Linked DNA regions of Cydia pomonella: all the other regions are linked to region 2. The links are chromatin contacts, called in public Hi-C maps. All regions are on one chromosome and are shown on one strand. The core of a region is the stretch at or near the end of the contact, and the rest is flanking DNA. Distances in the headings are between cores, read along the strand shown. Region 1 holds the start of LOC133521237. Region 2 holds the start of LOC133521239 (polycomb group protein Pc). Region 3 holds the start of LOC133521238.

The links. A called contact is a pair of places that touch in the nucleus more often than the background predicts.
Region 1: a Hi-C map of whole body shows a contact between it and region 2, with 2.0 times the contacts expected there. The contact joins the promoter of LOC133521237 here to the promoter of LOC133521239 in region 2. A contact is called at or near these places in 2 of 2 Hi-C or Micro-C datasets (both in whole body).
Region 3: a Hi-C map of whole body shows a contact between it and region 2, with 5 times the contacts expected there. The contact joins the promoter of LOC133521238 here to the promoter of LOC133521239 in region 2. A contact is called at or near these places in 2 of 2 Hi-C or Micro-C datasets (both in whole body).

Annotation. Positions count from the first base shown.
Region 1 is chr9:7,124,353-7,127,052 of ilCydPomo1, reverse strand. It overlaps LOC133521237, which reads right to left and starts at 1,280. Exons shown (of 4, transcript XR_009799876.1): 1 at 605-1,280.
Region 2 is chr9:7,329,916-7,332,615 of ilCydPomo1, reverse strand. LOC133521239 (polycomb group protein Pc) reads right to left here and starts at 1,263. Exons shown (of 3, transcript XM_061856085.1): 1 at 904-1,263; 2 at 1-294.
Region 3 is chr9:7,199,227-7,201,926 of ilCydPomo1, reverse strand. LOC133521238 reads right to left here and starts at 1,272. Exons shown (of 3, transcript XM_061856084.1): 1 at 689-1,272; 2 at 164-313. The coding sequence starts at 979.

The DNA.
Region 1 (2,700 bases), core at 31-2,530, 210 kb after region 2:
TTTGTCCATAAACAGTCCTTATTACAAGGCTATAAATGTCAACGGGTGACAACACTAACCGGATCGCCAAGTGGTTTGTTTACACTCCACTTTTCAATGGATTTGAACTTTATGTGATGGAGTTAAGGTTGAGTTTAGCTTGGAGTGTTTAATATTACCCTCTTTAATTTGGTTACGGTCGAGTGTCGGAGATAAATGGAAATTTATTTTGTCGAGCGGAGATGCTTGCAAGGTATTAGAGTGCTTGTAATTATTTTTAATTTAAATGAAATTTTATAAATGGCTTAATATTTTCACTTAATCTCTAAGAATAATTGATTACCTGTGATCAAGTGAAATTTATCATAATTCCTATTTGTAAAATAGCACCTAGTCAGTCTAGTTATCTACATTTGTAACTTTACACTTAATTACATATGTATGTAACTTCTCAGATTTATGATTTTACTGCACTTAAATCAAAACAAACAGTATTAGGCAAGCAATAATCTTTGTGGGGTACCAAGTAATTGAAGTTATAATAGCTAATTTAACCTTTGCTCGAAATAACTTTGCTAAAACTCAAAGTTCATACGCCGTCAAAACAAAAGAGCAACAAACATACCGCTAGATTGACTCCGTCCACATCGAGGGGGTTGGGGGGCAAGCGCAAAAAGCAAAGGGCATCGAAGTACTCCCACCCACTCGCCGCCGCCCCGCGCTCCTCGCCGCACTGCCGCCGCTTAATCTTCCGCAATTCGTTGTTAAACTGCGTCCTCAAGTTGTGTATCTTCCTACTTATCTCCTCGACCGTCGTCCCGAACATAAGCGCTAAGTACTGCAGCTTCGCCTGCCGCGCCGCTCTATCCTTATTCATAGGGTGCCTTGTGTCCCACAACTCCTTACAATCCCTTTCCATAGTGTCAATCAACTTCACAGTGTTCTCAGAACTCCATTGCAAACGTGGTTCCACCTTCGAGTTCGTGTAACTCTCATTATCTGAATCTGGCTCCAGTTTAAAGAACGTATCGCCGGAATCCGAATTGGAATCCATTGCGTTCGATAATGACGTTGAACAGTGGATAGCGCTCTAGCGAGACTGCTGGCGGGGGCCGAGAGCGGTGTCTAGAAGGCCGGCAACGTCGCTAGAGCGAGCGACGTTGCCAGTCAGCGGCCGCGCGCGGGGCGAGCGGCCGTGCTAAAACGGTTAAAGAGCTAACCACATTAGCAGTTCATGATTTACAATGATTATAATGCGTCAACCGTAAACAAGATGACATTCCAATTTTAAATTTTGTACCTTAGTTATCTTAAGGTTTAATTTGGAAGAGTCTTTCCAAGTCAGTTAATGCTGTTTGGTTTTGATAAGGGGTTATTAGCGGCCAGTATTAACAAAGGAGCATCGGAATGGTTAGTCCGCTCTGTTTAAAGTCGGTTATGCAAACATGAGTAATGAATGACGCTTGTTTTCAAACTTGGTGAAGGAATGTTAGGCGGTAAGTGTGACTGAAGTTACTGAACATCAAATAATCACTTACGTAATGTAGTCTACATTCTACACAATGGAACCCTGTAGTCCTAGAAACAACAAAAACATTTAATTTTAAAAGGATGAATCCTAAAACGTAATAAAATCAAATATGTATATGGTCTGTAAACCACTTTATTAGTTGTATACGTAGATGGTAGATAACTGTAGACAAAGGCCTAAGTTTAGTATATAGTAGTGTAAGTAGTAGTAGTTCGAATAGACATTCGAACACGTCACAACTATATACAACAGGTGACTTACTTAAGTTTTTTACCTATATGCATATTATTTTTATGAAATATAATCAGTTGCTTCGTGTTACCCATGTAATGTTTTCTCAAATGTACTGTATGTACATACTTTTATAGATTAGGTCTCCATCCAAAATTCCATCTAAGTAAGTTCACATTTTTGCCACGGCGAGCGGGATCAACACTTCGTTCCCCAATGCCAACCCCTGGCATAAGTCAAAATCTTTTTATTTTATTTTATGGTCTGGATAATCGCCCTTAAATCAAAATCTCATAAAACAAGAATGGAGACAGACAAAACCTATGCTGGCGCCATCTATAAACAGAAACAAACCTTTGACAATTGCCAACCCGGCACATACACACGCGTTAACGCGCTTCGCACATATTCAAACAAAAATATCACTATTCACAAGTGGAACGTCGTCGCTTAATCATCTCTTAATAGATCCTATTATAGTTGGTATTATTGATATTGCTCAGAAAACTAAATAAAATGGGGGCTATTAACTATTGGCCCCTATATTGGTGGTGTCGATATATGGGCGATTGAGCGACAGAGATGTTATCGTTTGTGACTTATTATGAGCTATTTCGGGGGTGATAGAAAGGTGCAACCAGTTCACACGTATTTTTATCAGATGGTTTATTATGGTACATACAGTGTTTATCAATAGCGCATAAGACTACGTATAGTAGATTGTGAAACAAGAGATAAAAGGCAACCATTTCTGTCACGGTTGTATGGCGCGAGAGTTTCAGACTGAAATGGTGCCTTTCACCCGAGTCAACCACTTTAATTTTTATTTCAAATACGCGGAAAATAAAATACATGTGCATTAAAAAAACCACGGCATAGTATAAACTTAAGTAGTATTTCTTGAGGGTACCTACTTTCAATTAACAATTTAGGTAAAATATCGTCAAAATGGAAATTGT
Region 2 (2,700 bases), core at 14-2,513:
TGTACAACAGATCCAAGAGAAACACTGCAATCCAGTTAGTGTGATCCGATCACTGCATCCAAATGGTTAGGCACCGCAATCCAGTACACTGTTCTTGTCAACACACACTGTCACAGTTTAAACTTGCCGCGCGAACGTCCCTTGATTTTGAAGTCGCACGACGCGGCCTCCTCGTATGATCTCTCGGCAGAAACTGAAGTAGGGGGAGGCGGTCCTCGCCCCGCGCGTCCCGCTTGCGTCACTCCTCGCCGCACCGACAGAGCGCGCCACCGGTCTCCAAACAACCGCTCGATACTGTAAACAAGTTTTATTTTCATCAACATCGTGCCTTATTTTCAGTTTATAATACTATAAAGTTTTATAGGTGCTGTTAACATATTATAATTAGTATTACCGTGATTATAACTTTTCATTTTTATACAAGATAGTTGTATATAACACATAATTAATATGTAAATAAGGGTGTATTATAATAAGACTAATAGGTATATAAAGATAAGATCCTAGGTGATAAACAAACCGTCAAAGATATATTCTTAATGAGCTTAAATCTTAGTACAAGTTATAATTTGCAAAAGGAAAGCAGTTGTGATTGCGCGCGGTCGCGGCTAGGTAGGTATATTCGGTTGTCGGTGAATGCGCCGGGCGCTTCCCGCGGAGCCACGCGGCGTTGCCAGCCCGCGCCGGCTGCGAGAGAAACACGGCGCTACCCTATTATTTACGCGCGACGTTGCCGCGCCGAACGGCCTACGTTGATTACGAGGACACCGCTTTTACGTTCGATCATCCGGCGCGAAATTACTCGTTTATCACGGAATTTTGTAGAGATATTTTAATTCTGTAAAAAGTATTAGGTTTAGTATGACATTAGGAACAAAGTGACGAGTTTGTTTTAAATTATACCTGTTTAGTGGCGGCACAACACAGCTCCGATGACGAACGAATTGACTACGTCGTTTTAAGATGACAGAGATTCAGTCGCGAAAGTGGTCCAGCTTATTTAAATTTCACTGAAAACGTCAGCGAAAGCGACCGGCTATCAGAACGCGTGTGAAGTAACTAAGGCACTCACAGTCGTGTCGAATCGGGTCGGTATTCGTGAGCCGTCGTCGTTTCGTGGCTGCGGGGTGCGGGAAGGGAGATACAAACGCACGCCTGATTGGCCGCTCTACACGGGCGGCGGGCGAGAAGCCGAGGCGACCAATCAGAATACGCTACGCAGTGCCCCGCCCGACGTGGCTCGGCAGTTGCGTGTTTGCCTCTCTCTCTAATTCGATATTCAACTTTGTTTTTTGTACGCTGCTCATGTAGAAAAATAAACGGACATTTTGGATTATAGCGAGGGGTCCGGATGCGGGCCGCACATTGAGGGCATTGTTGTCAGCTCGGCGGAGATACGAGCGATAAATAAACAGCTTGCGACACGGCACGGCACAAAAGACGCGAATATGTATTGTGTTTTATTTATTATTAGTTGTCGTGGCGAGGTTGACGAGAACTGCTGAAAATATCCATAAAATCATAATGTATTTACTTATACTACTTATTCTTATTACAAATGAAATTATTTCTTTATTTTTTATTACGTATAGGCTTGTTACATACATGCTTTTGCATTAATATGGGCTTACTTGTCATGAGCGTGGCTTTCGTTTTTTTCAAAGACAGTGAACTTAGATCTACTTGACAGTCTTGATCCATATTCGATAAACTACATAGAGGACTAGAGGTGAATTGAAATAAACAATTATGTTGATTTTTAGTAAATACAAACGTGATAGAATTCTAGATGTGGACCGTAAAATTACTTAATCCCGCCGGTTTCTGTAGAAAGTAGAAGGCAGCCTACACTCTACACGCAAATCAGCACGCAGAATCTGCGTTGGTCGGCAAGATTGTCGCTTTATTGTGTCAGACCTCGACAACGATAAGCAAACGATTTCTACGCATCGACTAAGTATCACCTTTTTAAAAATTCCTTATTCATCTAAATTGTATTTTTTTATTTAATGCATGTTATAAGCTGTAATAATGTTTTGAAAAGATGTGTCCTGCCGAGTTTCTTGTCGGTCCCATATTGGGATACCCTCTTACATCGTAGGAGGGATTTAAATCTTCTCCAGTCAGAGTGTAGGGTTAGAGCCGGCGTAACTTTATTTGATGTTCATAAGCGCATTGTAATATTACAACCTACTTGAAATAAACTATCTTTATATCGTTAGATCACACTTATATTCTTATCTTATTATTTCGGGGCCCTTGCTCTTTGACCCGTCGGTATTTTTTGTGTAATTGCCCCATCAATTTTGACGACCGGTCTGGCCTAGTGGGTAGAGACCCTGCCTACGAAGCCGATGGTCCCGGGTTCAAATCCTGGTAAGGGCATTTATTCGTGTGATGAGCATGGATATTTGTTCCTGAGTCATGGGTGTTTTCTATGTATTTAAGTATTTATAAATATCTATATATTATATATATCGTTGTCTAAGTACCCTCAACACAAGCCTTATTGAGCTTACTGTGGGACTTAGTCAATTTGTGTAATAATGTCCTATAATATTTATTAATTATTTATTTATTTATTTAGAGCTTTATGGACCATCACCATGTGTCGGATAAAGGGGTTCAAGAGCAACACTTTGAATTTCTTCGTTTCCAGATAGCCTGCTCCAAAATCCTTCAATTTGAGGTAAAACACTG
Region 3 (2,700 bases), core at 23-2,522, 130 kb after region 2:
TTCAGGGATATCACAAACGAATCATTTTCGTAAAAATAATTAAAACATGGATATACAAATGTTATATAATAATGTATCTCATTTTATAAAGGAATATTGCAATAATTTGATATACCTATACTATATAATAGGTATTCATAAAAAAGGTTAGTTATTTAGTTACCTGATAACTATCATCGTATGTAGATTCATTTTTCAACTCCGGTTGTTCATTGTCTTCGTCTTGCTCCTGATCTTCGTTCAGGAATGTCAGAAGGTTGTAGTACCAGAGATGTGGTTTGTAATGGCCTCCACGAAATCTACTCATAAGCACCTGAAATTTGAATAATAATCAGTTATTTTACGTGTCAGGCCGCGCCTGGAAGCAAGCGGTGCGCGGCGCGGCGAGACTGGCGAGCAGCAAGTCAAAATCAAGGCCATTCATACTTTCGTACACAGCGCTCGACCAAATGTATGAACGGCCTTAATTTGTCGGCCAGTCTGCAGCCTCAGAGGTACACAAAGCTAAGTTAAGGCTTCCACAAACGTTGCAACAAATGGCCTGCGATTTTAGTTAATTTCTGGCTAAGCAAGAACAAAAAAAGAAGCCCTCACATTAATGAAACTTTATTTTATCATAGGTACCTACTACGTTCAAGTAATACGCAATAACGCATAATAAAATGGGTTCATATAATTATGAATATACCTTTTTACGCTCGCGTCGGTATGCACACCGCATATATTCAATTTTCTTCTTAACGTCAACCACCGTGCCATTTTCGTGGTACAATTTATACTTATCTAAGAGCTCTTCGTACGCATTGTCGCGTGCTTCTCTATTAGCATAGTGCATATGCTTTTGGTCCCAAAGGCATGGGAATGTTTTGTATAATTTTAGAAATTCTGAGAGAATGTTTTTTTCGTTGGGCATGACGCGTTCCGAACGGCGCGCGTGCGACCCGGACATGGTGCGGGGACCAACTGGCGGCGTCGTCATCCGGCCGACGGGCGCGCGGTCGGGTGGACGCCGCGGTCCCTCTCTCGTACTATGCGAGTGAGAGAGACGGGGGATCGTTCGCAGACAGCTGCGAGGGGCGAGGATTATTATTACCTACGCCGTACGAACGGTGACCTTATCCGTCGGATAGCGGGTTCTGAATTCGTCGTAGGTATTGTATGTTATTGAACACGTTTACATCTTTTTATCATTGTAGGAAAGGCTCATCTAAACGTTCAGACAACACCGTGTGATACCTAATAATAAATACTTGTGACAACGTCACAACGTCAGGGTGACACTAAGTAATAAGGTAATAACAGATTAGGTAAAAATTCAGAATAAGTATTTACTTACGTATTTAAGTTTGACTTCGGTCAGGTCCGATTTTACATAGGTAATAAATTGAGATAAAAATATTAACATCATAAAATGTACAAAACTTGATGGAATGTATTTATTGATACTGTATAACTGTGTAAAAGTATTACATATTAAGTATTTTATTTACTTATATGTAAAGGCCGAAATATTTCAATATCTGGTAGGCCATGATTAGTATAGGATACAGTAGACGGACATTGTGGAAAATGGCAAAAAAAGCCTGGACAAAAACAAATATGACCGTAAAACACATAAGGCCAGTCCAGACATTTGTTATTTTTCCATACACACGTTCTTAATTGTCATTTTGTTCTCTGGAATTTGGCCCTAGAAGTTTTTTAATTTTATATTACTTATATTTTTTATATTATTTCAATATTATCATTACCTTTGTACGTTTTGCTTTTTTTGATATTCTGATTTTTATAAGAACTAGGTCATTTCAAACAGCGCTGAAAACGGTCAAAAAATGCACCGCTAACATTGCCCAGCATACTTAATTAGCATCAATAGACGCAAAAATCAAAACGATCAGACACAGATAATTACTTTTTAAATACAGTTGTTCAAAAAGTGCTACTTTACGTAGCTGTTTAGCGTGCGGAAAGTTGGATTTCGCGAACTAGTTCTTTAGGGTTCCGTATAGTATCCGTATAGGGTATTTAATTTTTAGGGTTCCGTACCTAAAGGGTCAAACGGGACCCTATTACTAAGACTTCGCTGTCCGTCCGTCTGTCACCAGGCTGTATCTCATGAACCGTGCTAGCTAGACAGTTGAAATTTTCACAGAAGATGTATTTCTGTTGCCGCTAGAACAACAAATAAGTACTAAAAACAGAATAAAATAAATATTAAAGGGGGGCTCCCATACAACAAACATTTTGTTTTCTGTTTTTAGAAATAATGGTACGGAACCCTTCGTGCGCGAGTCCGACTCGCACTTGCCGGGGTTTTTACTTTTCCACTTGTTCAAATTCATGACTACTTATTGATGAGTGCTAATGTTAGTTTCCTTTAAAAGTCGTAATCAACATAAAAACCTACTGTTAATGTAAAAAATAATAAATATAAGGATATTTTATTACTTACCTCTTCATCACTATAACTGGGATCTTTCCAGGTACCATTATTAAAGGGTCTGACCTCCCAAGACGGCACTGGTGTAACTTAAACAGACTTCGCACTGGCCACGGCCGCTGTGCTCATTACAAACAACGGTGTGGATGGGTGGAATCCCCGGCCTGCAATTATGGAGAGGCTGCCCAAACAATCCAGCACATTATCGAGGAGTGCCCCATAACGCGTTATGTCAATGGGCCTCCTGAAGACCTGATCAC